Regions from separate parts of the Mus musculus genome. Here all the other regions are linked to region 1. The links are chromatin contacts, called in public HiChIP or PLAC-seq maps. All regions are on one chromosome and are shown on one strand. Each heading gives the region's core, a stretch centred on a gene start, on an enhancer-like site or on the middle of the called end of the contact. The rest is flanking DNA. Distances are from core to core; before and after follow the strand shown.

Region 1 (7,688 bases), core at 1,678-4,177:
AGCCAGCCCTGAAGCAAGTTTTACGCCTGAAACGAAGAACTCTCATGAAACCTTTCTTCTTTTCCTTTCTGTTCGGAGACAGTTTTTTTTATTACCCTCTGCTGCCATCGTGGTCTTCCAGGATTGAGGACAGTGCCCAGTCATGATCTCTAGGTTTTTGTTTGTTTGTTTGTTTGTTTCCTGTAAGGATGAAGCTTTCAAATCTCATTCTAGCTTTGGGGAGAAGGTTTTTTTGGGGGGTTTTCGTGGGGTTTTTGGTTTGTTTGTTTGTTTCAGAATGCATCCTGAATTGGAAAGTCTGACGCACAATTCATGGTATTTTATCATTGTTTTTATTATGAAGATGACACCGTTTTGTTTTTGTTCATCGTAAGATTTATTGCTTGGACTCAGTGGTCCTTTCTGAGAACCATTTTCCACTGTGTGGCCAAGGATGTCCCTCTCATGGCCTCTGTAAAGGTATTCCTTGTCATGTTTGGCGTTCTTTCTCATTTGTGTTCAAGCTATGGATTTGCAACTATGTATTTACAATCTGGATCCCCAACAACCAGCTACATAACTGACAGCCAGCTACCGCTGCACAGTCCAGTCTTGGAAACAATACTCTATATCCAGAGATATTTGCTTTTCAAGTGAAGCAAACAACAAATCCAACAAGATCATAGTGACTAACATCCACTGAGCATGTGCAATGCCCATTGGACACACTACTTAGCCACACACAGAAATGGCTTGTGATTAATATTTATTTGTTTGTTTATTTTTGCAGTAGAGTCTTGCTACGTAGCTTTGGCTGTAAGGACAACTTGGTCTTGAGCTCACAGTGACCAACCTGGCTCTGCTTCCCAAATTCAGACATTAAAGCTATGTGCCTCCACTGCCACGGTAAAGCAAGTTTTTAACCCCTGAAATTGAGAACTCTCATGAACCCCGCTGTCTTTCTTCTTTCCCTTTATTGGGGGGGATTTTAGAAATGTATCCATATCTCATAAACAAGCAGTCCTGAATACAATGCTGATAGGGAACTTGATCCAAGTTCAGTCGAAAGTGTGACAGGCCTGGGATTCTCCTGCAGGAAGGCAGTGGGACGTCAGAGTTCTGAGTTCCACACGGATCTTGGATCTTGTGCACGCAGGGTTTGTGCAGGTTCAGTTTACTTTAGGCTCTCTTTCAAGCGTGTTTTCTTTTCTTCTTTCTTTCTTTCTTTCTTTCTTTCTTTCTTTCTTTCTTTCTTTCTTTCTTCCTTCCTTCCTTCCTTCCTTCTTTCCTTCTTTCTTTCTTTCTTTCTTTCTTTCTTTCTTTCTTTCTTTCTTTCTTGATGGAAAGATTAGGCACTTGATCGACTCTCTGATGGTGCTGTATGATAGGACGTACAAGCATCAGACTGCTGGGTGTTCCAGTCTACGAGGTCCTGCTGTACAGACACCCTTTGATAAACCAGCAATCCAAGGCACAAATGAAATACAAGGACAAGAGTTCTGAGGTCTGCCTTCAGAACCAGGAGCAATCGCCACTTCCCATTGTTGGTGACCTCTGTGAAGGGTGGAAGGTAACGAGACTCACACATACGTACATCCACATATTGCTAGTTCCTGCATAGTCTATACGCAGATAAAGACTTGAGAAATTGGTCGTCCTTTGGTTTCGGACCCTGGGACAAGGAGTCGAGGTACATATTTTACACAATGGAGCAGACCTGGTCTCCAGGGTCTCCCAGAGTCCCTCAGTCCCTTCCTGGCACACCTTGACCCCAACCTTGAACTTTTTAACCCAGGGGCTGGGCTGCCCTTCCCTCTGAGGTTTCTCCCTATATAATCCAGACTGCCCCCTCACCCCCTCTGTGTGTCTGTGCACGAGCACACATGTTCAAACTGGTTTTCAAGTGTAACACGTTTCCCAAATGACACTGAGGATTTACGTTGTGTGTAGATCCCTGCAATGCCAGTTTATACATAGGAATGGAGAATGGACAAGCTGGGCTGTAAGTTCCCTGGGAAGTGACTAGGGAGGACAGGGCTGCCAGGATCAGCAGACACTGCCACAGAAAGCTGAACTTGGGTGACTCCTCTGTCACTGCCCTGTCCTTTCCCCTGTGACTTTGGCTAACACTCCCTCTTTCAGGCCTTTAAAAAGACATTGACTATTGCTTGTCTGCATAAAGAAAAAGTATTGCCTGGTCAGGCAGGGAAGACCAACTGGTGTGTGTCTTTAGTACTGACATGAGGATACAGGCTCCAGCAGGAATGAATCTCTCTGCTCTGGAAGCAGCTCATCTTGGTTTAACCAAACACAAAACTCAAAGGGGTCCAGGCAGTGGTGGCACATGCACTTGGGGGGCAGAGGCAGGCAGATTTCTGAGTTCAAGGTCAGCCTGGTCTACAGAGTGAGTTCCAGGACAGCCAGGGCTACACAGAGAAACCCTGCTCCGAAAAATTAAACACCAAAAATCAAACACCAAAAACCAAACCAAAACCAAAACCAAAACCAAAAAACCTAAAACTCAAAGGGGTTTTCCTCCGGTCCATGGGGCGATTTTTAAGAATGGCTCCTTGTGCCTGGCCCTTTGCCTGGTACATTTTTGTGACTTCCAGTCAAAATAGATGGATTCAGCCAGGATTTTCACTTTTCAAAAACAGTCACTGCTGGGTTCCTTGAAACTGCCACCACCAAACACTACCCCCCCCCACCCCCACATTTAAAACATGCTTTGATTTCTTGGAATTGGAGGCGCGGGGCTCCGAAGGGCCGCTACGACTCTGAAAAAGGAGCTGCTAGTGCCAGAGTTCCCACTGCCTGGGCGGCTATTGGCGGCTCTCCTACCACCAGCCTGGAATGCACACAAGCGGGCTGCTCTCCCCACTTTATCACAAAGGAGCTCATTTTGTGAATGAACAGCGCAGCCAGCAGCACAGCGCTATTCCGGGCGACCTTTGCCCGGGGATTGGATTCCCTCCCAGCGGGGAGATCAGGCCTTAGGAAAAGGTTAGTTCCTTGAGGTCCAAGGCCTGCTGGGCAGAGGTCTGGAGAGGGAAAAGCTCCGAGAACTTTTCTCCTCCCCCCAACCCCTCCCTCACCATCTCCAGCGACCGTTCTTCTGGCTGCTGTAGCTTTCTGTGCCTTTGTGGGTTTTTTTTTGGGGGGGGGGGACTGGCGGGTGTGTGTGTGGGGGGGTGCTGATTGGACTCTGCAGCAAGGAGCTATATAACTCCTGCAATTTTTACTTTTTTTTTTTTTTTTTTTTTTGGTAGCTGCCTAGTATTTCCCCGCTGCTTCCCAACAGCAATTCTGAGGTCCTCCCGAGTTTCCACCCCTTCCTCTCCATGCCACCCCCCCCCCCACCGTGGCGCTTCAGTTTGATGTTTTTTTGGTATCAAAGCAAGGTCTCCAGGAACCCTGCAACTAAAGACTTTAATGAGGACCATGCTCACGAAATCCTGGCTGCCAAAGACATGATGATTTATGCCCCTCACTCTCCCTAACAGCAAGAGGACTATTTGTAAAAATAAAAAAGCCGCTCATATGGAATTAAACAAGAGCATAGCTGCTTCCTTCCAGACCCCGGGAGCTTAACAAAGAGCATCCACACTCCAGCACATGGCGGGCGCCGGGCTTCCTATCACACAAAGCTAAATCCTGTTACCTCGGGCAGAGGCACACACTCTCTCTAAAACCCTGCCGGCAGACCTCAAAGGAGCAATGCAGAGGGCAATCAAATGAGTGGCCAGAAGAAAGAGGGGTGCCAGGAGCTTAGACCGAGGTCGAAGCACCCACCTGATGGGCTGCTGAGGGAGGAATTGAGGTGTTTGGTGTAAGATGGTTGAGCGACTGGCAAATAACTATTTGGTTTGGGTCAGCTGTGTGAAAGGCGGGAACCCTGAGAGCTCCCTTTTCTTGGATCTAGCATTATTGTTTCTGGGATAACTGGGGGTTCCCTCCTTGGGGGTTTTTACTCTTGTTAATAAAAGACTTTAGAAATGGACTCCAAGGAAACTCTGGGACAAGTTTATTAGAGTTTGAGAGAAAAGAAACAGAGTAGACAAACTGTAAGTTTTGGCAGCTGCCAAGAGGGGAGGAAGAGAGAGACAGAGAAAAAGAGAGACAGAGACACACAGAGAGAAACAGAGAGAGAGAGAGAGACAGAGAGAGAGGGACACACAGAGAGACAGAGAGGAAGAGAGGAAGAAAGAGGGAGAGAGGGAGGCGAGACATGTCTTTTGAGTTAAGAGGCAAGGACCCTGCCATTTTCAGCAGTAGACAGCCAAGCAGCAGCTTGGTAGAAGGAGCAGGCAAGCTTCAGGGAAGAGATGGGAAAGTCCAGTGTGTCACTGAAAGCATACTGAGGTTTCTGGGCCGTAGAGTAGGCAGGTTCTGCAAAGCTATGCAAGTGGCTGCATCAGCAGAGGGCATTCTGGGAGGAGGAAGAAGTAAGTTATCACATGAAGGGGGTGGTCATTCCTCCCATGTTCTCGCATATCTTTTTTTTTTTTTAAGAATTATTTATTTTATGTATGTGAGTACACTGTTGCTGTCTTTAGACACACCAGAAGAGGGCCTCGGATCCCATCACAGATGGTTGTGAGCCACCAATGTGGTTGCTGGGAACTGAACTCAGAACCTGTGAAAGAGCAATCAGTGTTCCCGCTGAGCCATCTCTCCAGCCCTCTTGCAGGTCTTTAGACAAATCAGCTTCCCTGGAAGTGGCAGGGTGAATAACTGATGCGCTCTGCCAGATTAACTCTTAAGGGAGGGGACAATAGTGCATCAGGTTGTAATGTATGGAGCCTCTGTGGACAATGTCGTGCCACTACTCAGAGCCAGAGGCAGTCTATTCTGGTTGAGGATTGGGCCGTGCGGATGAACTGACTAAAGAATTCAGGGTTGCCGAGGGCACAGACGTTATTGCAGAGAGACAATGTGAAGTAATTAGAGCAGTAGTTCTCAACCTGTGGGTTGTGACCACCTGGGTTACATATCAGATATTTACATGACACGTTTTAACAGTAGAAAATTTGTAGTTACCAAGTATCAATGGAATAATTTTACAGTTGGGAGTCACCATACCATGAGGAACTGTATCAAAGGGTTGAGGCTCTAGGAAGGTTGAGAACCACTGATGGGAGAGACAAGACTCAGGTTAGAGATGGGGCTTTGGATCAAGTTCATGGCAGCTCAGACCAGAGGGGGAAAAATGAGGTGAGAAGAGGAATAGGCTGAGGGATTAGAACCTAAAGGTTGGGTTGTGTAAAACGGTCCCTATGTCCCCCAGGAACTCAAAATGAGAGTTCCAGAGATGGGCCTGGGTGATAAGCCCATCTTGATGTTGCTGAAAAGGGAGGGCTGGCTGGCCCTGGGTCAGACCAAGAAACATGAGCGATTTTAACTTGCTGGGTGTGATGTGATGCTCCAGTCATTTTCCTGGGGGCGAATCGAGGCTTCCTGTGACAGCTACTACATTATAAGCAAATCATGACTGTGGAGACCTAACCGATGTCCCAGGACGGGGGGCTGCAGTATCTCAATGCCCAAACCAAGTCCCAAAAGTAAGACATTTCACAACGTTGTTTTATTCACTCTGGGTTTTTTTTTTTTTACATCTGGAGGGGCAGTTTCCTGCTAAGACACTATTTTCCTCCCAGCCCCCTTCCCCATTTGATTGCTTCCAATTCAAATCTGAGGGCACTGAACATAAATCTTCCCACCCAAAGGCACAAAGTTAATCTGCGTGTTTCTAAGAATGTCTCTGAGGTGGGAGAGCGTGTCCAGTGTGTCTAACGTGCTTTTAGAACTTCCCTTTCACCTTGATTTGTGGAACCTCCCCCCCCCCAGCGTAGTACACCCTGAAAAAGCATAGTAAAAGTGAGTGGAAGGGAGAATGGATTAGTATCTGAATGAAATACCCAGCATCTCCACTCCTAGCCTGGTTTGATAGTAGCTCTAGAAGCCTCACAGAAGTGCAAGGGGTGACCTCAGAGCCTTCAGAAGGGGCAAGGTATGGCATATCCTGCCACCTTAGGACCCCTGACAGTAGAAGTCAGACACAGGAAGAAGGATCCCTGAGGGCGGGGCCTGCAGAGGAGATGGTCACTTCTCGGGGAGATTTATTCACTTATTGAACATAAACTGGGTGCTAAGACAGAGCAAGCTAGTCCTGGTTTTCAGGGAACAGAGAGCCCTTGGGAAACAACCTTTAGGCGCTTTAAGATCTGTGTCCTTCAGTGACAGCGCCTGCTCATTGAAGCTGCAAGGGGAGATTCCGCTGTCTTCTCTTCCTTTTCCTTACCCCCCCTTTTCCGTCCCCCTCCTTCTCTCTCTCTCCCTCTCTTTCCCCGCTCTCTTCCCCATCTCCCTCCCTCTCCCTGTCCCACCCCTCCCTCACTCCACTCTGTGTGCATGCACATGACTGTGTGTGTGCGTGTGTGTGTGTGTGTGTGTGTGTGTGTGTGTGTGTGTGTGTATGCTCTGGTCATCCTTTCTCAAACGCACTATTTACTGTCAACCCCCGACTTGCGTGCCACCTGCAAAATCTGTGTGTGTCCTCCTTTTTCCCTTCCCCATTCTTCTTACTGGTGGAGTTTCCTTAGAAAGGGCAACCTACAGCCATGAATCCCTCCTCTATTCTTGTTCAGATGTCTCTTAGCTCTCCTCTTGGCCCCCTGTACTCTGTATGGGTCCAACCTCTTGCTGGACTTTCCTACTTGCTTAACCAGCAGACTTCTCAAGTCGGCACCTTCAAGAGAGAATTTCTGCCTCTCCCCCCACCCCCCCACACTCTTCAACTTCAGCCCAACATCTACCATTCTCCTCGGTTTCATGCATTCTCTCTGTTAAACCCAATTGTTTAAACCTTGGCTTTACTGACCCTTTCTCCTCACCTCCACCTGATACAATGTTTCTGCTTCTAAAACATCTTTCAACTTCACCAGCTTCTCATCTCCCCTGTAGCAATCCTGCTGTGAACTATTCTTTTAGCAGCCTGTGATGTTATATTTTATTTTATTGTTAAGACATCTTCTGGATAAAGAGATTCTGGAAAATGTAACTTTGATCATGTCTTTTACCTGTTTTAATTTCTTCAATTTCATCATGCACTTATTGAAATCCAAAGTTTCTACTTCGGCCACCAAGGACCACATCCCGCCCCTTCTAGGTCTCTGATGGAACTTCCTCTTTCCCCTCTGGGCTCCTGTGTCTGCTGCTCCTGGAACTCCTGCTCCTGCCACTCATGTTATGGCTTCTGGCGCCTTTGCTTTTTCTTCTTGCTATCAGGAACACTCTTCCCCAGACCCTTTCAAGGCCCATTCCTTCTCATAATTCATATTCAATTTAAATACCTTCTCAGAGAGCTGCATCTCGGACCTGACACCTTGACTGTCTGTTAGAAAAGATATTACCAGCTCATCTTGCTGAATTTTTTCCACAACTCTCAATGGCAGATGTATGTGTGTATGTATGCATGCATGTATATATGTGTGTATGTATCTATATATGCATGTATGAATGTATGCATGTGTATGTATGTGTGTATGTATGCATGTATGTATTATGTATGTGTGTATGTATGCATGCATGCATGCGTGTGTGTGTGTGTGTGTGTGTGTGTGTGTGTGTGTGTGTGTGTGTGTGTATTTTGAATCACAGTCTCATAACGCAGCCCCAATTGGCCCAATTGGCTATGTAGACCAGATTGG
Region 2 (7,688 bases), core at 3,684-6,183, 440 kb after region 1:
GGTGGTAAGGCAGAAATGGGTGGGTGGGGGAGCACCCTTATAGAAGCAGGGGGAGGGGGAAGGGATGGGAGGAATAACATTTGAAATGTAAATAAATAAAATAAATAATAAAAAGAAAGAAAACAAAGAGGCCACTGGAGGTGGGGCTGGGATGTATGAGAATGGTCAAGAAAATGGAAGAGAAAGACTCAATGCATTCCAAAAGATTGTGAATCACATCTTTGGGTCAAACCCAGATCCATTCAAGGGACACAGATAGTGACTGTCTTCACAGATCACAGCTCCCCCAGAGATTTATACATGAATATATATATATATATATATATATATATAAGGTTCCTGTCATCTAGGAACCTTAGAAGAGTCCCATTAGGGAGGGTAGCCATTTAAATTCAGCCTAAAGTGACTTCACTATGGCAATGAACCAAACCTTTACACATGGGCCTATATATACTACCTACAGAGGCCCCTATCAGAACTTGACACTGTCCTTGACTTGAATGGAGCCATCAGAAAGCCAGGTCCTCTCCTTAACCATGGCAAAGTGAATTCACATCAGTCCATTTTTCCTATCCTACAGATTTTAGTTGTGTTTTCCAAGTGACATATTTAAGTGCACCTCTGTCATGGTCACTCAACCAACGTTGCTTGCTTGGTTAATTTCTATAGATTCCAGCCTTGTAGACTTTTGAATTCTCATGCTCCGATTGCTGAGTAATTCTTAAAATCTCATTACTCGAGTGTCCCATTTAATCTCAAATCAAATCTAGCAGGGGCGTGAGTGGACTCGACAGAAATAAACCACCATCGGAAATAACCATTGAAATAGGACCGTGAAGTTGGATGTCAAACAATAGGGTATTGTGAATAATACCCTCTCCAGAAGGTCCTCTCTGATAGCTACAGCAAAGGGAAACATATGATAACAATAAATATGGCTTCCACGCTACCACAGTCCTTTCACCACTCCCTCCACGTGGGGACGAGAAGCCATAGCTCTGCTCTGCATTTTTCTCTTTGTTTAAAAAAGAAGAGAAGAAGAAAAAGAAAGAAAGAAAAACTCTTCCTGGCAAATAATAAATTTATAGCAAAGGGAATTTCTTTGTGACTCAAGTGTCCATGTCTTCAAGTTATTTCTTTTAGGCGCATAAATTCTATTAGGCTGTGTGCGGAAAGTTTGTTAGGGCGGCTTGGGACCAGTGGGACCAGGTAAATGGCTGTTAGTTTAAGAGCAAAGTGGGCAGTTCACATTAGAAACGTCTCTCTGTGATATTGCTGGTTGAATACTCATGGCTGCCGCTTCAGTAAACACTAGATTTGGGCAACAGCCCACATTCACTCATTATATTTGGATAAAGATCAATTGGGGGAAAGCTAACGTGGCATGCTTATATGTGTATATCTGGTCGGCCATCTGTGTACACTTCAGAATACTGCATCTTTATTTACATTTTCGAAATGGTTTTGTTCTTAAAACTATTTCAGTGTTAAAGCAAATGGCTTATTCCAGTTTTTTTAAACACAAACGGGGAGCTTATAAGAGAGCCATTCCTTGTACAGTGAATGTCTTTAACTTAAGCAAACTCTTAAGTGGTTTTTATGAGTCCACACTACCCAGGTCACTAAATGTTTTTGTTTGAAATAACAAGATCACTTGAATAGATAAGAAAACAAAGAATTGATCTTGTCTACATTTCAATAGCAAATAAACAGGTGTGATGACCCATACTTGAAATCCTAGCACTCGGGAGTTTGAAACAGGAAGGTCACAAGTTCAAGTCTAGACTGGGTTAGATAGCAAGACTCAGTCTCCAATAAACAAACAAACAAACAAACCCATCGCTAGTGGTTCTGAACTGGAAAGTCCTAAGCTGTACCTTTGCTGCCCTGTTTAGGGCATCAGTTCTCAGCCTGTGGGTCATGACCCTTTTGGGGGGGTCAAATGACTTTTTTTCCACAGTGGTTTCATATCAGATAGCCTGTATATTGGATATTTTCATCACTACTAATAAAAGTAGCAAAATTACAATATGAAGTAGCCACAAAATAACTTTGTGGTTGGAGGATCACACAACATGAGGAACTGTACTGAAGGGTCGCAGCGTCAGGATCTTTGAGAACCCCTGCTCTGGAGCCTTGTTTTTTAAACGAAGCCTAGGGTAACATTAAGCATACAAGGAGGCGTCAGCTTTCAGAAACTTCTCTTACCACTGAGCAAATGATTTCTTCTTGTCTGTTAAATTAAATAGTAAACATTAGAGGAACGTGACATGATTTAGAGACTTTTTTTATGTTCTATTTTTCTAACAAAATGGTTTTTTTTGTTATATTTCACACAAGTATGACTGACTGGAAAAATTTTAAGTGCTTTCTGCTCTGCCCGTATAGTTTGAAAGCCAGTAGACTCAGCTATGAAGTGACCTGCAGACGCAGGTAACAGTATTATGAAGGAAATATGGGTTTGCATCCATACATCCATACTTGCATACATACCACACATGCACCACACACATCACAATGCTTATCTATATAACACAACAGCCAGCCCTATGCAAACAAAGCCCAAAGCTCAGTGAATCTATTTTCTCAACCAACCAAGGAGATTGCTCAGCTAGGTTGGTCTGATTGAATGGTTGAACCAAAATGTGAGTGGGATGGATTGCCCCCCTCACCCCCACCCAGCCCTCCCTACCTTCCTCTTTTTTTTCCTCCTGTTCTGTGTAAAGGCCATAGCCCTCCCTCTCTCTTTAAAGAGTTATGCCAAGAAGCAGTACTTACATTCATCAATAAAATATAGCTAGACAGAGGAGGGAAAAAGAGACGTGGAAGATACACAGAGAAAGGAAACTCTGTGGGGGGTAGGGAACACCAGAATACACTGGACACCAGAATACACTGGACACCAGAATACACTGGACACCAGTGCCCACAACAAGCTAAAGAAATCCCCTTCTAAATCTCCTGCAGTTCATGCTTCCTGGATGCTTTTATTGATATATTTTCATCATCTAGAAAAGGAATATATATATTATATATATAATTATATGCAATATATATATTCCTTTTCTAGTTGATGAAAATATATCAATAAAAGCATCCATATATATATATATATATATATATATATATATATATATATATATATATATATATATAATCAGAATTGGCATGTCTTCTAAAAGTCACTCGTGAACATTCCTGGTGAGGCCCCATAACTGCCACTCACCCCAGATAACACAGGACTTACATTATACCCAAGCCATTTTCCCACAGACTGTGAGATATGGAGGGTTAAAAAACAGGGCCCCCACCCCCGGCTTGACTGTATGTCCTCCACCCAAGCCGCCCCTCGACTGTGCTCAATACAGTGCAGATTGGCTCGGCCTCACCTGTGACTAATGTTAGACACATGCCTGGGAGTTTTTGACAGCTTTTGTGTTTCATTTCACAATCAAGGGAACAGGCTTGCCCAGTTCACAAGGAAACAGAGAGACGGATCTGTGCGCCTCAAGCTCTGCAGTCCATGTTTCTTCTTTGTCTGCTCCGAAAACAGAATTCCCTGGGGTTTATACTCTGGTTTTGTCTTCTGCACTATCCTCTTCTCCCGTCCATTTTCTGCACCATGACCCACTCCCCTCCCCCACCCTCATGTAGCTTTGGCTACAAATCAGAATAGCTCTCGGGGGCTAGAACCACATTGCAACCCTCCTGTGTTTCCTAAGGATTTTCCTTCGTTCCCCAGATTTTTTTTTTCCTGGCTTCCTCCAGGTGGGGTTCTGACCACAGAAACTGAAGCTAGCCCCCACCCCAACTGTAGAAGTTTATTGAAGTATGGTACGATAGTCTTACAAATGTCATTTTCTCCCTACTGTAAATCAAGGGACAGCTGTCTTTGGAATAAATTCCAAATAGTTGGTCTGGAAATGAGATTGGCAGTGGGTCCCTCCTCCATCCTGGCTGACATCTCCCCATTCATTGCTTTTCTGCTTTCATCCATTCATTGTTTGATGAGTCTATAAATACATCTCATCTGCTTCTACTTTGCTTTTTAAGAATAAACTGATACCAAACACGCTGCCTTAATTACATCCACAGGCAAAGCATAACAAGTTAAAGTGTTGTCACAATATAGTTTTAGAACTTGACATTGCTCATTATGCCAGCTGTGATAGAACTGGGTAATGAAAAAAAATCTTAATTCAAATGTATAAATGAGTAATCCATCAGGAAAGACACTTTTAACATTGATGGATGAAAGTGCCTAGAAACCTGTTATGCAAAGGAAAGGGCATGCATGGGAGGGCTGATGAGCTTCAGGCGGGGTACCAGAGCTGGGAGGCATGGCCCCCTCTGACACTGAACAAGTCAGTTCCTCCAAATTCAAGTCAGACTCGGAACACTGTCCCCAAGGTGACCTTGAGTGTCCTCATTACGAGGTGGCCACTGACTCACGAGGCTCTGAATCATGAGCACAGAAGGAAGAGGCAGACCGACTCTGACTCACTCCCAGAAAGCCCTAGTTTGGGAGAGTTCTACCTCTGGGATGCAGATGAGTCTTAAAGAAAAGGACACCTTATCACTCATACCTTGTTGCTGGAAAATTACTTCTTTAATGCCTTTGACTGACATCATAGGTTTCAAGTTGTAAGTTTCAGACAACAGAAGCCCATTGAAGAATGAGCATTCTGTAACTTTTAAAGAAAAATTTATTTGCCTAAGTCATTTTCACACAAAACATGATCATTTACACACACACACACACACACACACACACACACACACACATTGAGCAGCTGTTTGCATTCACTAAAGACTTCAAACAGTGCAAATTTAAACCATTATTACATATGTCAAATGAATTACCCTCACCCATTCTGCAATTATACTTTGCAAACCCAGCAAAGAATGCAGCCTGTCTGTGAGTCACTAACACATAACCCTGAGATACACTGCTCCTAAAAAAAAAATTTAAAGCTAAAGGGAGCATTGTGGTACACACTTTAATCCCAACAGAGAAAAGGCAGAGGGTGTCTGTGAGTTCCAGGCCAGTCTAATGTGCATAGTAAGGCCCTGCCTCACGAATAAAAGCAAAAAATAAAACAAAACCATTGCAGAAGAAGACATGATACTGAATGGGGAGGATGACCAAAAAAAAAAAAAAAAAAACTTGGGAAGCGAACATCTATCTCTGAGTAAGAAGTAAAGGTCAGCAAAAAACTCCAAGACAGGGAACTATTAGAGCGCTCTTCTTATCACACACAGAGAGCCACAAGAGAGCAGCAGCTAATATACTGTGAGTTGTGCGTGAAAACTGGTAGACATCAGAAAGATTTTAAGTGATTTAAAAGAAGGTAAGACTTGCAGATGGTCCAACCGCTTGGCTGCAAGATAAATCCAGGAAGAGTGACAACCAGATGTTTCACAGATTGTATAAGAACTATTCTAAACAGATAGGATTGGACGGTAAGAAAAAAAATCACTGTGGCAAAATACAAGAAATGATGGGCCATGCTTGTGGTGGTTTGAATATGCTTGGCCCAGGGAGTGTGTGGCACTATTTGGAGGTGTGGCCTTGTTGGCGTGGGTGAGACCTTTTTGAAGGAAGTGTGTCACTGTGAGTGTGGGCTTTAAGACCCTCATCCTAGGGCTGGAGAGATGGCTCAGCAGTTAAGAGCACCAACTGCTCTTCCAGAGGTCCTGAGTTCAATATCCAGTAACCACGTGGTGACTCACAACTATCTGTAATGAGATGAGATACCCTCTTCTGGTGTGTCTGATGACAGCAACAGTGTACTCACATAAATAAATAAATAATTTGGACCCTCATCCTAGCTGCCTGGAAGCCCATCTTCTCCTGTTTGACTTCAGAACAAGATGTTGAACTCTCAGCTCCTCCTGCACCATGCCTGCCTGGATGCTGCCATGCCATGCCTTGATGATAATGAACGGAACCTCTGAACCTGTAAGCCAGCCCCAATTAAATGCTCTCCTTATAAGAGTTGCCTTGGACATGGTGTCTGTTCACAGCAGTAAAACCCTAAAACACTGCTGGAACCATTCACCACTGGAAATATTTACTGGTAGAGACTGTGGGAGAGCTGACTCGAAGAACTATCCCCCTTGTTGACAGAAAAGAGGAAACTCAATATGCACACTGGGAGATTTCAAATTCTGAGGAGCCCTGGGCAGCACAAACATCACGCTGGGTATTTTCTTACAACGTACTCATTGAAAGAATCAGAAATATATTACACTCAGAGAAATAGAGTCCTGGGTTGTCATGTGCACCCGACTTTCACTTCGGTAAGGGTGCTATGAGCTGCTTATATCGTAAACCACCATTGTGAACACCAACCGATGAGGGATCCCATGGTGGGATATTGCCAGTTAACACGTTGGCAGAAATGCCAGCAGACAGACAATTCTATGAGCTCACAAAACCATTAGCTTTCTCCTCTGGGCACATGAGAATGATACCCAGCAGTCCTCCTGCTTTCAGATGGCATCTTGTGACAACAGATGGCCAGCAGACACACATACATGCAGATACTTCCACCCTGGTCCTTAAAATGGCAGCTTCTCAATGTTGTTTGTTTGTTTGTTTTCTCTCTTGTTGCTGCACAGCTATCAATATGGCACTCCAGCATAGACTTGTAGGGAGGCCCTAGGCCATTGCAGAGCCGCTGGGAGAGAGAGGCAGGTCTGCTGAAGCCATCCTAATGAAGAGATTCGAGAGACCGAGGAAATGGCTGTGTAGATAAGATGCCAGTCACCGAGGCTGACAATCTGAGTTCGATGCCCAGTTCCTACATGGTAGAGAGAAAGAGCAGGCTCCTACAGGTTGTCCTCTGACGTGTGCACTGTTGCAAGTCCAGTGGTAGGGTCCCTCCCCACCCCCACCCCCCACCCCTGTGCATGTTCAACGCACTGGTTCACTTGCTATCTAAAGATCAATTTGCCAGAATGTTTTCAGGATCAAAAGTGCCTATCTATTCATTTTAAAAATGAGTTAACAATTCCCCCTGAAGTCATGTTAATACATAATAGAAGTTAGACTTGCCTAAAGTCTCACTTCGTCATACCCTGTGGTATCTTTATAAAAATTTAGATCTCTGCCTAACTTTGGAGGAGGAAACCAAGAAAATGATCCTACAGCGCCCCCCTTTGAGCACTGTGATGCCAAGACGGAGACATAGACACGACTTACTTTTGTGAATGCTCCTGGAAACTGGTCCTTGGACACCTAAGTGAAGAAATGTCTGTCACGCCAGGCTGCCTTTACCAAACAAGACTATACCCTATGAAGTGTTTCCATTGATTTAAGTGGAAAATAAAATTACAACAGTATCAAGCATGCTACAGTTTCAGGCTCTATACTGCTGGCTGAGAACTTAGCCCCTGTCCCAGAATTCTGCCCCAACTGGTACCAGAAAGAGAGAATTCCTACTATCTCTATGTAGCAGCCCATTCTGCTTAGCCCAGATCCCCACTGAAGGGTGGTGATGGGTACAAAAGGCTTCCAAAGGGAGAACTGGCAAGCAGGAAGCCTGTACCCTATTCCTTGAAAAGAAGAAAATACTGAAATTATTTATCAATACCATAGAATGGCCCATAAATCGACATAAAGACACTGTTGTGACCACTCATGTAAGAAAGTCAGTATGTATCAAGTACTTCAGTCAGAAACA
Region 3 (7,688 bases), core at 2,075-4,574, 410 kb after region 1:
TCCCTTCTTCCTTCCCTTCCTCCCTTCCTTCCCTTCTCTTCCCCATCCTTTTTCCCTCCTTTCCTCCCCCTTCCTTCCTTCTCTTCCCCTGCGTTCCTTTCTTCCTCCCCTTCCCTTCCTTTCCTTTCCCCCTTCCTTCCCTTCCCTTCCTCCTCTCCTTCTTCCCCTTTCCCCCTCCTCCCTCCCTCCCCCCCCTCTCTTTCTTTCTTCCTTTGCATTCCTGTCTCCCTTCACTATTCTACTTTGTTTCCAGTCTTCTCTGAACTGGAAAATATTCTAGAGTTCTGAAAAATAAGGAAGTGTGTTCCTCCACCCTGGCTTGTTTTTCCATTGAGATGATGTTTAATGAACCCTTAGGTCCAAGACGCTGTCCAGAAATGAAAGGTGAAGCCAAGATAAATGAGCACTGTGTATGCCCTGGAGGAGTTACAGTCTGGAGAGAGCGCTCAGATGTGTGTTCAATCATTCAACACGTATTTATTAAGTGCTTACTGCATACCACGGACTGCACAGCAAACACACTCCCAGCATAGGAAAACTATAGGAAACACAGAAAGTCATTGTGTATTCTGGGGAGGGAGACAAATAATGAAATAACTATATAATCTATCTATTGTACTATGACCAGCTTGGTGCAGTTGCCACATGTCTCTGGGCCTGTCTACTGGGTGTGTGGTGACATGGCTTTTCCTCTGTGGCATTAAACATGACTTGTTATGACCAATGACTGAGGTGTTGAATTTTGTGTGTCATTTTCAGGCAGACGCTTTGAGGGCCAGTGCACAAAAGACTGTCCTCCGCACTGTGGCAGTGACGTGAGAATCTGTGTTAAAGGGTGCTTCTCCCTTGGCTGAGGAGGCAGAACACCTTTAATCCCAGCGTTCCCCTCAGGAGGCAGGGCAGGCAGATCTCTGTGAGTTCAAGGCCAGCCTGGTCTACAGAGGGAGTTCTAAGGCAGCCAGGGCTACACAGAGAAACCCTGTCTCATAAAACAAAAAAATACTTCTTCTTCTGTGGCACAAATAATAACCATGAGCTGATGAACCAATGGGTTATGTGGTGAGAAAAGTCAATTTTTGTTTGCCTAAACACTAGCATGTGGGGACTATCAGACACAATGAGCTTTTTCTAATACTAGAAGTTAGAAGCTTCTAGAAGCTAAGATGTCTGTAGGAACAACCACAACATAAAGCTACGGGTAAAGGAAGCTAGATGTCTCCATGGGTAAAAATGCACAAGCTAAATGGTGAGTCCTAACTCTATAATCTACATCATAAAGGGGAAAAAAAAAGCTACACATGGTGGCTTATGTCTATAACCCCACTCCCTCTTGGGAAGTGGAGACAGGAGACTAGCTCCAGAGATGGTCAGGCCGGCTAGCCTGTAATACGAAGCACAGTGGGCTCAACAAGAAACACTCTGCTCTAACAGAGTGAGAGGCAAGAATGAACTCCTGAAGTCAGCTCTGTGAGTGTCATTGCATACATACACATTACATACGTGCGCGCACACACGCACATACACACACATACGTGCACACACACACACACACACACACACACACGCACTCACATATCCACACCTACACATGCACACACCAGTAAACTAGTAAAATAAATCAATCAGCCTCTACAAAAGCTTCATGGAATGATGGGTTCTGTTATATGGAAGGGAAGGGAAATCAATTTTAATAAGCTAATATTGGTGCAGGGAGGCATCGGAGAAAGATCATAGTGTCAGCATCTGACATGTGTGAAGTGCAGATGAGACAGGGGGATGCCTGGAGTGTTTGAGAAGACCAATGTGGCCAAGAAACCCGAAAAGGATGAGTGCCACCCTGCTCATAACACACCAATCATTCTCTGATGAAACTCAAAGAAAGTCCTTCTCCTTCTCAGTGAGGACAAAGTCCCATCACAGACCTTCCAGTCAGTGGGTCCTCCTTCTTTCTCCTGACTCAATGGCCATCCTCTAGAATTGTCTCCCTACATAATGTGTTCACACATCTGTGCCTTCTGAGGCTACTCCTTTGGTCCTTTCACACCCTGTTTTGCCAGTATCAGGGAACAAATCCCAAGACACTGTTGTGACAACAGGGTTATATCCGAGTTTGCCCATATGACCTAATGCATGTGTAGGTACAACTGTGTCATCTCTGACATTAAGATTTGCTTCTCTGATGGACTCTGTAGACTTTTTCCTCTCACCACACTGCCAATGTGAACTGTGTCTCCTTCCAGAACACTCTGAGCATTTTTCTTGACCTTGTTTTTAAACCTGTTCCGGGCCGATTGCTTGCTGTCTGCACCTAACTCATGGTTTTTTTCTTTCTGTCTGATGCTCATCATGTTTTAAACTTGATACATCAGTGGGGCCCCAGTTCTTGCTAGAAGCTTGGCCCAGGGCCATGGGATTGGAAGGGGATGCAGACTCTTGAAGAGATTGGATAATGGGATGTCCTCAGGACAGTTGAGGGTACCGGCCTGAAAAAGGACTAAAGTTCTCTCCTGAGTCTCCAGTAGTTCTCTCAAGAGAGTTATTGGAAAACTCTATGGTTGGTACCACTCAGATGAATTCCCATTGGCCTGTCTGTAATCATGGGTTTCCTCCCCTCTTCCCACACTGCCACTTGCCATGCATGACACCACCAAAGGGGGCCCTCACCAGAGCCTGCTTTGTGCTCTTAAAGGACTGAAGGAGCTGAAGGGATTTGCAACCCCATAGGAAGAACAATATCAACCAACCAAAGCTCCCAGGGTCTAAACCACCAACCAAAGAGTACACCCGGAGGGACCCATGGCTCCAGCAGCATATGTAGCAGAGGATGGCCTTGTCAGGCATCAATGGGAGGAGAGGCCCTTGGTTTCATGAAAGCTCTATGCCCCAGGGTAGAGGAATGCGAGGTCAGGGAGGTGGGAGTGGGGGTGGGGTGGGAGGATTGGAGGTACATCCTCATAGAAGCAGGAGGAGGGGTATGGGATGGGAGTCTCTGGGGGCAGGAACGGCAAAGGAGCTAACATGTGAAATGTAAATAAAGAAAATATCCAATTAAAAAACAAGAATTTATTCTTCTGAAAGGTGAGCTCAGTAAATCCCTACCCTTTACAGTTAGCCTGTCTTAAGTGGCTCTTTACAGGGCTGACAGCATGGACTAATGAGAGAACTGTTCAAATACTCAGCCTCAGACTTTGCAAGGAACACTCAGAACAAAAAGGGCTGGGCTTGTTTGGATCAGTTCTGGGTGCTACTCACTGCAGTACCAAAGCTGCCCCAGGCTGGAGCCTCCTACAATCTGCCGCCAACCCCCTTGGAAATGACACAAACTGAAAAGGATTGAAAGGTGAGTGGCAACAGTTTCCTGTGGCTGTCTGGGTGGTCCCTGGGGTGCGGCACATCTTCCCTAGCCTTCTGTCTTTGTCTTTGTTCTCCTCTTAAGTTCCGAAACCCGGTTCAGATCCATCACTTAGGAATAGATGGGAGAATCTGTCCAAGCCTGTCTGAAATTGGGATGCAAAAACCACAAGAATGAAGTTGTGCACTTTTCTTTCTAAAAAAAAAAAAAAAACCTTGGTAATTCTCAAATATGCATCCTGCTGTGGGTAAGAGGTCTAATGAGCTGCGCCACCTGCCTGACTCTGTTAGCACAAATCTTTTCCTGCCGCTATTTTGCCTCAGAGAGTATGTTTTGAAACTTTACTGTCCTGGTTTTAAAAACAAAAATAAAAACAAGCCCACAGGAGCTGTGAGTGAGGCCAGTGGCATGCAGGGGCTTGGGTGTGGGCGGGGACAACTCCTGCCTGCTGGCTCCTAAGTTCTGGGAACAGAAGCAACACTGTGGCAGAAAGAATCTCTTTGTAAAATCGATACCAGCGATGCTGTGAGAGCTCAGGTTCTTTTCTTATTTCTCATCCAAGACTGTATGTTTTAGTCAGGGTTTCTATTCCTGTACAAAACATCATGGCCAAGAAGCAAGTTGGGGAGGAAAGGGTTTATTCAGCTTACACTTCCACATTGCTGTTTATCACCAAAGGAGGTCAGGACAGGAACTCACACAGGGCAGGAACTTGGAGGCAGGAGCTGATGCAGTGGCCATGGAGGGGTGCTGCTTACTGGCTTGCTTCCCCTGGTTTGCTCAGCCTGCTTTCTCATAGAACCCAGGACTACGAACCCAGGGATGGCACCACTCACAATGGGCCCTCCCCACACTTGATCACCAACAGAGAAAATGCCTTACAGCTGGATCTCATGGAGGCATTTCCTCAAGGGAGACTCCTTTCTCTGTGATAACTCCAGCTTGTGTCAAGTTGATACACAAAACCAGCTAGTACAACTGATCCCTCTTCAACTAGACACACAAGCACATCACTATTAAGCCTAAACCTTACTTTCTTAATCATTCCCAAGATCTAAATAACTTTAAAAGTCCCACAGTCTTTACATATTAAAAGTTCAATTCCTTAAAATATCCAAACTCCTTTGAAATTCAAAATCTTTTTACAATCTTAACTGTGGATTCCACTAAAATACTTTCTTTCTTCAAGAGGGAAAAATATCAGGGCACGGTCACAATCAAAAACAACATCAAGGGCTGGAGAGATGGCTCAGTGATTAAGAGCACTGACTGCTCTTCCAAAGATCCTGAGTTCAAATCCCAGCAACCACATGGTAGCTCACAACCATCCTTAATGAGATCTGATGCCCTCTTCTGGTGTGTCTGAAGACAGCTACAGTGTACTTAGATATAATAATAAATAAATCTTTAGGCCAGAGTGAGTGGGGTGGACCGGAGGGAGCAGAGGTCCTGAGTTCAAATTCCCAGCAACCACATGATGGCTCACAACCATCAGTTATGAGTTACACTGTTATACTTTTCTACATAAAATAAATAAATAAATCCAAAATCAAAATCAAACTCTAACTGTCCAATGTCTGGGATCCACTCATGATCTTCTGGGCTCCTCCATGGGCTTGGGTCACTTCTCCAGCCCTGCCCTTTGTAGCACACACACTGTCTTTTAGGCTCCAGCTGCCTGTACTCCACTGCTGCTGCTGTTCTTGGTGGTCATCTCATGGTGTTAGCATCTCCAAAACATTGCTATCTTCTGCTGCAACCTCTCATAGGCTCTTTTCATGGTGCTAAGCCTCAATTTCTCTGTATGACCCCTTCAGTCCTGGGCCTTCAACTGCCACAGAGGCTGCACCTTCACCAATGGCCTCTCCTGGCCTCTCATAGTGCCAAGCATCAGGTGCTGCCCCTTCATGTTTCAAAACCGGTACCACCTGGATGACTCTTACACAGTACCAAGTCTGGCTGCCAACATGAGGTACAACCGTGGCTGCCTCTGGAACACAGCTTCTCTGTGCTCTCAGACACTGCCCAGATGATTTCACCTTAGTGATGCTGGTCTCTTCTTAATCACTGCTAGTTTCTTAGCTCCAGCTAACCAGCATCAATCGTCCCATTAATGCAAGGGTTTCCCCTTAGTACTTCTAGTATCTTGTTAATCACAGCCCCAGCTGACCAAAAGCACAGAATCATCACAATCAAAACAGCAACAGCCCTGATAAGAGTCTTTAATCTTACCTCTGAAATTTCACAAGCCAAGCCTCCATCATTTCCACTGTTCTCAACATTATCTTCCATACGCCTACAGAACATTCCACAGAGCTCTTAACACCCAATGGCTCTTCTAGCTCAAAGTTCCAAAGTCCTTCCACAGTCCTCCCCAAAACATGGTCAGGTTGTCACAGGAATACCCCACTTCCAGTTTGTCTTGGACAAGGTTTCTATTCCTGGATAAAATATCATGACCAAGAAGCAAGTTGGGGAGGAAAGGGTTTATTCGGCTTACACTTCCACATTGCTGTTCATCACCAGAGGAAGTCAAGACAGGAACTCACACAGGTCAGGAACCTGGAGGCAGGAGCGGATGTCATGGAGAGTGCTGCTTACTGGCTTGCTTCCCCTGGCTTACTCAGCTTGCTTTGTCATAGAACCCAGGACTACCAGCCTAGGGATGACACCACCCAAAGTGGGCCCTCCCATCCTTAACCACTAATTGAGAAAATGCCTCCAAAATCCTGCCCTGTTGAGGTGCTGTACTGCACTCCCTCCAGGGATGGACTATGACCTGGAAGCGTAAGCCAACTAAACCATTTCCTCCCTGCCTTGTTTTTGGTCATGGTGTTTCGTTGTAGCAATAGAAACCCTAACTAAGACACTGGGATTCTTTTGGGGAAGACAACTTCAAGTGGTCCCTAAATGGAAAACTGACACACTTACCCAAGCAGAAGTAAAGAGGCCTTTGCCTCAGCTGCAAGTTAAGAGAGAGATAGTCCTGAACTGTGGAAGTGCCCCTCCAAGGAAGGGGATGCTGTAGAATTCTTGTATTTGAAAACAAAAAGCGGGCTGGTGAGATGGCTCAGTGGGTAAGAGCACCCAACTGCTCTTCTGAAGGTCAGGAGTTCAAATCCCAGCAACCACATGGTGGCTCACAACCATCCGTAATGAGATCTGACTCCCTCTTCTGGAGTGTCTGAGGACAGCTACAGTGTACTTAAATATAATAAATAAATAAATCTAAAAAAAAAAAGAAAACAAAAAGCATGTTCAGGTTCCTGGTGACCAGCCTGTGAAGCCGTTCTTCCTCTTGTGTGCCTCAAATACGCCAAAGACTAAGCCTGGGGCCAAGCATTTCTTGGAGCACAGCCCCTTTCTCCTAGCCCAACTCCTGTGCCTGCCACAAGTTCCCCATACTTTAATAAAAGGTCTCAGATGTGACAGAGGACACAGAGGCAGTGACTGTCCATGAAGTCATGAGATTTATTTAACACCATGATCAAGACAGACAAGAGTGTAGCAGGAGAGCTCGAGCCCCAAAGGAAGGGAATGAGAGCCCACATGGCAGAAGTGGGGGTATTTCCTGATGAGGGGTAGTTTCCCAGCGCAAGCCTGGGGCATGCTCTCTGATTCCTATGCAGAAGGCAGAGGACAGGGTGGGGAACAGGACATATGGCCACTAACACCCCCTTTCATGTTGTCACCTGGAAGTCAGTGATCTGGGGACTCAGACACTGCCTCAGCAGAGTGCCTGTGGGTGTCTGTGGAGGAGGAATGGAGGCTGCAGGACTTGGCCTGAACAGCAGCTGGATGCTTGCATTTGATAGGCTTGGGAATGCGGAGTGTTCTAGGCAGCCAATCTCATCTATATGTCTGTGTGTTTGACTGATAGTTGACTCCATCTCCACATTCAGATATATTCTAAGCTAGATGTTGGAGAACCATGGCCCCTGCATCTAACCCTGTCTCCCTCCCACCCGAGCTTTGTGCATGGATGCCAGTCCTTGTGCTTTCAACGGCTGTACAGAGTAGCTACATTATTCAACGTACTGCTCCCAGAGCAAGATACTTTTTTTGTGTGTGTGTTTGGGGGGGGGGGTTCAGAGACAGGGTTTCTCTGTATAGCCCTGGCTGTCTTGAAACTCACAGAGCAAGATACTTAACGTTGGAGTTTATGCAGAAGGTGACCAAGAATCACGGTCTAAGCCCATCTGCCCAGTGACTGACTTAAGAATGGGATCATGAGCTCTTCCTAGTCAATCAGCTCTGATGAGGTTCCTACATTGAGAAGACAGACAGGGAAAGACAATCTATCCATTCTCCAACTGTAGCTCTGAGTGAGAGCCAA
Region 4 (7,688 bases), core at 1,548-4,047, 350 kb after region 1:
TGGGATTCACTATGTGTTGCTGTATGCTTATTAACAATTTCATGCTTCAAATTATTTTACGATCGTGACCAAAGGGGAATGAGGCAACTGCAGTGCTATCTTGTTACTAAAGACTATGTTCTGTGGGCTACAGCACACACATGGACATACAATACACAGACACCCATGTATACACACATATACACACCCATGCACATAGGTGTATGTATGCATAGATACACAACACACACGTGTATATTTGTATCTATACACATACAAATATATTGTGTATATGATCACATATATATGCGCATACACTACATACATGTATGTGTACGTATATACACATTTAGGAGCTCTCATGAGCAGGCTTGCAATGCTGATTCCTGATCTAGTCACTCAGTAAGCTCTCTTCTCTTCTGATCATTGTTAAAGCCCTGAACACCCCTCTGTTCTTTTCCTCGACACCCTCCACAGACGATTCTAAAGGCAAGTGACGGATATTTAAATTATTTTTATTTGTGTTCGTAAGCTAAATGAGCTTTTTAAAAAATTAACATCAAAGTGAAATTGGTGCATTTCTATATTCAGGAATTAGTTTTCTGCAAAGAACATTAATTTAAAACTTTTCAACACAGAAAAAAAAAAATAGACCCAACCCTGTGACCTCATCTGTGTTACATTTGAATAAACGAATGAATAAGCAAATGAAGGAAAGAATGTTCCCTGGAAGCCGAGTAGGTTTCAACAAAGAACAGAGCTCTCAGACATTGTTCTCAGTGTGTCCAAAACTCGTCTCATTGGTATGTGTGCAGGATGACGTCAGTGGCCAGGATGTGGGGTTCTTCTCTGTGGCTCTGTTCCTTGGGATTCTTCATTGTGTTTATCAGCTCTTCAGCCACCCAAGGAAACAATCTATAGAATTACAGTCATTCACGTGGATGTTAGAAAAATGAGCCAACATGGTGCGGTTGACAGGCAGCCAGCCCTCACAGAGTACTTGGCAGAATAGGCTAAAATTCCGGGGAGGGGGACGGGCAGGGAAATATTGGGTTTGAAATCCATTCAAGGACTTCAAGTTGGACCTCAGCTCTGCTGGTTTTTAGCTAGATGGTTCCTTGGCTTGACTGGGTCACAGCTTTCACAAGCCTTGAAATGTAGACTGTCTTAGGATAATGTCTGATATTTAGTGGGACACCATGGGCCAATACAGTGTTTGAAATGTGAATGTTATTAAACCTATGTAAAAGTCAAGTTTAAAAAAAAAATAACTATTTTGAGAGTACAAAAAGGCCCTCAAGTGCTCAGTTAGCCTTTAAATGCTTTAATGAGTTCTTGCGTGGAAGCAGGACCATTCTTAAATTCTCCCTTTTAAATGAAGATATAGTGTGAAAATATCTTTGGAGAAGCAGGTTCTATAGGCACAGTTAGTTACTCCAGACTTTCTCTGGGAATGTTCCAGTGTGAGTGTGTGTGTGTGTGTGTGTGTGCACGTGCGCACATGTGTATGTGCATGTATATGTATGTGTGCATGTATATATATATGTGTGCATGTGTATGTGTGCGTGCATGCATGTGTGTGTGTGTGCATGTGTGTACATGTATGAGTCAGGGGTTAGTTCACCTGAGGTATCATTCCCCAAGCGTTGTCCACCTTCTGTTTTGAGACGGTCTCCTAATGAGACCTGGGCTTGCTGATTCGGTTAGAATGGTAACCTGTGAGCCTCTCCTGCCAGGGCTCCTCCTGCCTCTGCTTCGCCGTTGCTAAGATTACCAGCATGCACCTCTATTGTTGCGGATTATTTCCCAGAGAATACTGCTCTGACTTGAGTGTAAGACAATAGAACATCTTTATTAGCCAGCCATCGACTACACTGGGCGCTCGGGATGGCAGTATAGCCCTGAGCCTTCTTAGGGAGTGGTTTTAAGCACGAAAACCGTCTTCTGAGTTGATGGACTTCAGTTAACAAGAGCCGTTAGCCAGGAGAGGAACTACAGAAGCTAAAATGTAAGGTTAGTACAGTTTTGGACTTTCCCAGAACTATTATGGACTCTGATGATTGGGCCTTTGAGTTCTGGCAGGCGGGGCTGTCTACAGCTGATTTTTATAGCCTGAATGGCACTTCCATCCCGGAGTCATACAAAGGTCTCAGTGACTGCTATGAGCTGAGGCTCTGTTACCAGCTTTATGCGGTGCTTGGGGTCCAACTCAGCCCCTCCTGATTGCATGGAAGAACGTTACCAAAGGAGACAGCTCTAGGCTAGATGGACTTACAGCTTCTGTTTCTATTTGTGATCACAATTGCCATTATGGCCGGTCCAGCCTTTCTCCAGTTGCCCCTTTCCCTCATCATCTGTCCTGGTTTGCGATTCCAAGGAAGACTTCCTCTTCTCCCTTTTCTCTTGCCCACTTCTTCATTTAATACTCTCCGTGTAGGGAAACTCCTCTTTTTCTCTCTTCTGGGTCAGCCATCTTGACTTGCACAGGAAGAAAATTCCACAGCGGCGTTCTCTCCTCAGCTACTAACTCCAGCGCAAGGGAGCCTTCTGGAAAGGCAGCTTCTCTTTTTGCTGTGGCGGCTGAAGCCCGTTTCCTATTCTCTTTCTTCAGAGCAGCTTTCAAAACAGCTGGTTACCATCCTTTAGGTTAATCCTTCCTAGACAGTACTTCAAAATCATTATATCATTTTCCAGTCTTTTTTTGTCCAACATGAGTTATAGAACTCCCTTTAGCTTTTTCTCACAAGGCGTAGTATTCAGCCCTTTAATAAGCAGCGTGGTATAATTGAAAGAATATGGGCTTCAGAGTCAGACCTGAGTCTGAATCAGAGTCACATTACTCACTGGCTGCTTGACCCCAGTCAGAGCCCTTAACTTTCCTGAATGGCAGTTTCCTTGTCTGCTAGGTGGGGCTTGATGAGAACTATCTTACAGGGGCCTTGCCAGAAGTTCTGATGCATGTAGCATTCCTGGCTTGCTCTCAATATTGTGATAAATGTTGCTTCCCTTCCTTCCTCCTCCCCTCCTCCTCCTCCTCCCCTCCTCCTCCTCCTCCTCTCCTCCTCGTCCAGGTCAGTTTCCTACATTACAGGCATAGATCGGAATAAAGGGTTGAGACTTTCAAATAATTCTTTTTGCCTATCGCCTCTGAAACACCTCCTTAATTATTTCCCAGGTTTTTTTTTGTTGTTGTTAGTAGATATTTTGATGCTATTTCCATATCTATACACACACACACACACACACACACACACACACACACACACACACACACACATGCTCCTCCTAGAGATCGCCATTCAAGAAGAGCAGTATTCAAGGCAGTCCCTTAACTGGTGTTGACATCTTTAGATCATTCTCTTATCTCATGTTCACCTTGAGGAATTTCCAAAGTTAGTTCTTTATTTATGGTCTTTTTCAACATCAGGGACCCACTGGGTCTCATTTTAGGATAAGTTACTCGCTCTCAGTTGTACAGCCATCTTATGTGGCACTCTTTGGCAAAGCTGACAAAGGTGCCTACAGAGGCAGACATGGAGGTTTGCCTGGGAAGACAGCTTACAACACAGAGGCTGGGCAGGGTTTCAGGTGCTTTTATACCTGTAGTAACCACAGTCTTGGCTCTGGTGTGATTTAATTTCATAAATAAGATGCTCAAAATACATACACACGCTGCTCCTGCCTCTCCAGCGCCCCATGACACCAGCCTTTCCTCCTTTTCCTTCCCCTGTATCTGTTCGCTGCCATGCAACTTATAAATAGTACTTCCTCCTTTACTCAAGGTAGCTCCAATTCTGCCACACCTGGCTGTTTCTTTGTGAGCCTTTTAATTCCCGCTGTGAGCTGCATATTTTGAGGAGTTCCCCTCTCTTTGTGTTTACACTGTGCAACTGGAGATTCCATAAAACAGACTTTACTGAAGTGTGTTAACAGAGTCTTAACGAGTGGTGGATTGGCAAGAGCTTGTGTCAGTGTGGCTTATAGTCCCCCTCTGCCACATGAGTGAGTGAGTGTCTCAGCAGCCTGAGCTGAGGCACTAGGAGGGAGAAGAGCGGCTGGGTAACAGAACACACGGCAGTTTTTATGGGAAGCGAGAGGAGAGTTCTGTGTTTACAAGGACTGGGGGGGGGGGGGGGGGGGCTATCTTCCTGAGCCTGGGACATTCCTCCTCCGATAGAGGAGGCTGAAGACTGAGTCCCATTCTTCAGAGGCTGGTCGAATCAGTTGTGCTGGCTGGTGAATCTCTAAGACTTGGCTGACTGAGGCTTCTTCCCTGCAATGCACGGGCACTCCTAAATTGATCTCCAGAAGTTAGAAGACAGCTTGGAAGCAAAGGAACAAAAAGCCTAGAAAGAGGTGGAAATGAAGAATCGGGAAATGTGAAGATGAGACAAGGAAAACCTCCCTGACATCTTAATGTCTTACAGATGGGTCTTTTGATGGCTAAGCTTGCAGTGCCCTTAAATTTACCTTGTCTGGACTTTTCTTCCTGTATTTTCTCTTGTGCTTGTTGAGGCCAGCGCCTCAACACATTTGCATGAGGGTACCTGGGAACACAATAACCTAAAAACCATTGAGTTAAGTAAGTAGTAAAGGCTAATAAATTGTCATATGATTTCATCGTAAAGCATTCCTTTATGCTTTATAAGTCAGCAGACAAAACGTGATAGGAAGTGTTCCAGGTCTCTCTTTCAATCCAGAGCCCCTAGAAAATGTACTTATTTATGACTTGTCCTTGAGGGTGGCTTTGAGGCTTTGAGACAGTTAATATCTACAATAGTTCTTCGGCTATGGAACTTTTTAAAAATCTGGAAGGGCCAGGTAGGGTGATGCACGCCTTTAATTCCAGCACTCAGGAGGCAGAGACAGGGAGATCTCTGGTAGTTTGAGGCCAACCCGAGACTGCAGAAAGTTCCTGTTTTACCCCTCCCCCGCGCCTCTTCCCCCTACACACACCTGAAAAAAATAATACAGAAAAAGAGCTAGAGAGTCTTCACCGAAGTCTTGCGGAAGGGGTACAGAGGAGAGAATGAAGAGCGGGGGTGGGGGAGCTGCTGAAACTGACCCCAGAACTTGGGCACCAGGGCTCAACCGGCAGGGGGTAACAACTGAGGCAATTCTGGGAGAAGAGATAGTAAAATCTGGTCCTGATGTGTCTGTTGGAGATGGCAGTGAAATATCTCCTCTGCATATTTTGTAGACGTTAAGAAATATGGGCCTGAAGAGCGGATGAAAGGTCAGGGCTGGCGATAGGAGTCTGGGGCTCATCTGTGATGGGTGCTAATTGAATCCATGTGGGTGCACCGAGGGAATATCTGGAGAAGGAGATGAACGAGCAGCCCCTGGATGAGCCTCGGGAGCGCTAACTTAACTGCAGAAAGGAAGCAGAAGTGAGAAGGCCAAGCGCCTTGTCCTGACCACGGAGGACCCGAGAATGTTGTTGCTTACCCATCCTATCGCTGCGGGTCCTTAGAGTACGCCTGATGACCTTCCTATAAAAGCCAAGGGCAAAAACCAAGAGCCTTGGCTTTTTTGTTTGTTTTGTTTTTCAGAGAGGCGGGGTTGGGGGTGGGGGGTGCAGAATCTAAGCGATGGATCTGTCACGTGACCTAGCACAGTGGCGTAGCACTCCGTTTAATGAATGGCTGCGTGAGGTAATTGAGTACCTGCACTAAGCAGGTGACGTGCTACCTATCCGGCTCCTGGTTTTGTTTCATGAAAGAGGAGATAAATAAATACCTGCCTGTAAACATCACCAAGCGATCCAACGTGTTAGGCACAAAGGAGAAATGGAGTTGAGGGAAGAAGGCATGGTAGGGAAAGGAAAGAGCGTCAAGTTTTCCCTGGTCTGTGCGGATCCCGGATCCGCCATCTTAATAGATGGATTGGACCTTTGGTTCGTTTATGTATCTGTTTCTTCTTCCTTCTTCTTTCTCTGATGGGACTTGGAGCTTCTTAGGGGAGACACGAATTACTCCCGAGTGTTTTTGTAGACTCTAATGAGGCTGGCTACCTAAGCACTTATCCATACACTGAATGACAAGCTGACAGCAAGGTATGTTTTCACTAATTACTAAAAGTGAATAATTACCCAGAAAATTAATCAGGGAGAACTCCCTGTTTCGATAAGGGAAATGAAAGCACTCTTTTTTTTTTCTTCCCCCTTCAGAGGCAAAGCTTTTAAATTGGGATTTTTCTAAGTAAATCATTTCCAAAGGAGGCATTAGGTGTGTTGCTTGTGGCAAAATCGTCTGAGTCAGCTCCGCAAAGTACTGTTTCTGATCACTGAAAACGGAAAGATCTGACATAGACTTCGTCTCTCCTCCCCTGTTTGTGAGTGATCTAACAACAGAGTCTGTCTTGAAAGATGTTCAAGGATGATCACATGTTCATTTAATTGTACAACCTGAGGATCCGTAAAGGGAGCTTGGCTGTACAGTAAGAGGTGCATTACAGAGATGCGAGAAGGGGGGGGGGGGGGCTTTGGAGATAAGTATACACACTTATTAATTCTGAACTTGGGCAATTGCAACAATTTGTCTACAAGGTCTCTTTTATTCTGGATACTTGGAAAACTTCACATATATGTATGTGTGTGTGTGTGTGTAAATATACATACATTTTCATGTGTATATTTATAAATTAATATATTTATGCATGTATACATATACCTTATGTATACATATTTATGTGTATGTATATGAGGACATAATAGATGATAAATATGTAAGCGTTCATATATAAATACAAGTTATCTATATATTACCATTAATATATACTCAATTTCTGTGGAAGAAGAAGAGTACCGCTGTGATAAATTTCTTAACAGGATGGAAAAGGGAGAGGTAGAGCTAGTCTTGATTCATCTAACAGAATTTTTCTACTGGAACCAATTGCTATCAGATAAAAGTATTTTTCAGACCTCATAAACTCTGCAGCCATGTCCCTTTGGAAACTTTACTCCACAGAGAGAGAGATTTGGTTAGGTCCCGCAAACAGCAGACAGAAAAGACTATAAAAATATAGACTGGCTTCCAGAACAGAACAGTAGCCCATCTGTGTCACTTACACTGATAAACACATCAAGCAATGTGGCAAGCGATCTAGCAACTCGGAAGAACTCCACAGACGTGAGAGCAGATGGTCTGACTCCCTTCCCCGGGAGGAGGGCAAGGAGGAAGGGCCAGGGGTGCATAAACTCTGCACGTGAAATAAAATAGAAATGTAATGTTTACCCCAAAAATGTTATTTTGAAGCATAAACCAGTCATTCTCCATCATCTGTTAATTCCAGGGTTAATTTTCTTAACCCTGGAAGGTAAAATCATCATTAAACTAGTGAGGAGTAAGATGCCTATGACCCTGGTGTGGTAGTGTGCTCAGTACTCAAGAGTTGGTAGTATACTTGGTACTCAGGAGATGGAAGTGTACTCAGTACTCAGGGGGCAGAGGCAGGAAAGCCAAAGGCTCAAGTCCCATCCTCTTCTTCTACAGAGAGAATCCAAGGCCAGACTGGGCTAGAGACCTCTCTCTCAAAAAATTAAAAAAATAAAAAGTAGTTATTCCACTGATAACACTAAAACACAGGTCATACACATGATGTTAATGGTAAAACAGCTATATTATTAATAATTAATAATAATAGTAAATAAAAATACAGCTGCCTCATTAGAGGATTTTCAGATCTGCTGTTCATCCATGGGTGGATTA

The links. HiChIP or PLAC-seq counts read pairs in DNA pulled down with a chosen protein or histone mark.
Region 2: a CTCF HiChIP or PLAC-seq map of the NIH/3T3 cell line shows a contact between it and region 1, with 13 read pairs. The contact joins two enhancer-like sites. A contact is called at or near these places in 1 of 15 datasets of contacts at CTCF or cohesin (the NIH/3T3 cell line), 1 of 484 Hi-C or Micro-C datasets (bone marrow-derived macrophages), 6 of 115 datasets of contacts at active chromatin or transcription factors (embryonic basal ganglia, embryonic forebrain, embryonic stem cells and 3 more) and 1 of 9 other capture datasets (embryonic stem cells).
Region 3: an H3K4me3 HiChIP or PLAC-seq map of embryonic stem cells shows a contact between it and region 1, with 12 read pairs. The contact joins two enhancer-like sites. A contact is called at or near these places in 1 of 484 Hi-C or Micro-C datasets (bone marrow-derived macrophages) and 2 of 115 datasets of contacts at active chromatin or transcription factors (acute myeloid leukemia and embryonic stem cells).
Region 4: a contact with region 1 is called in a CTCF HiChIP or PLAC-seq map of the NIH/3T3 cell line, with 10 read pairs. The contact joins two enhancer-like sites. A contact is called at or near these places in 1 of 15 datasets of contacts at CTCF or cohesin (the NIH/3T3 cell line), 1 of 115 datasets of contacts at active chromatin or transcription factors (embryonic forebrain) and 1 of 9 other capture datasets (embryonic stem cells).

The regions. Positions count from the first base shown.
Region 1 is chr10:120,740,505-120,748,192 of GRCm38.p6, reverse strand. No RefSeq gene overlaps it. Among named protein-coding and RNA genes, the nearest start is that of Gm35182, 8.1 kb to the left of the region's middle. Within about 2 kb of position 2,927, at least 150 of the 459 cell types and tissues checked have an H3K27ac peak or open chromatin away from gene starts, as enhancers often do. A contact at or near this core is called in the NIH/3T3 cell line and embryonic stem cells, where this site is marked.
Region 2 is chr10:120,305,671-120,313,358 of GRCm38.p6, reverse strand. No RefSeq gene overlaps it. Among named protein-coding and RNA genes, the nearest start is that of 1700006J14Rik, 55 kb to the left of the region's middle. Within about 2 kb of position 4,933, at least 47 of the 459 cell types and tissues checked have an H3K27ac peak or open chromatin away from gene starts, as enhancers often do. A contact at or near this core is called in the NIH/3T3 cell line, where this site is marked.
Region 3 is chr10:120,335,092-120,342,779 of GRCm38.p6, reverse strand. No RefSeq gene overlaps it. Among named protein-coding and RNA genes, the nearest start is that of 1700006J14Rik, 25 kb to the left of the region's middle. Within about 2 kb of position 3,324, at least 9 of the 459 cell types and tissues checked have an H3K27ac peak or open chromatin away from gene starts, as enhancers often do. A contact at or near this core is called in embryonic stem cells, where this site is marked.
Region 4 is chr10:120,395,155-120,402,842 of GRCm38.p6, reverse strand. The region is part of intron 3 of Hmga2 (high mobility group AT-hook 2); the gene reads left to right. Among named protein-coding and RNA genes, the nearest start is that of 9230105E05Rik, 9.5 kb to the right of the region's middle. Within about 2 kb of position 2,797, at least 42 of the 459 cell types and tissues checked have an H3K27ac peak or open chromatin away from gene starts, as enhancers often do. A contact at or near this core is called in the NIH/3T3 cell line, where this site is marked.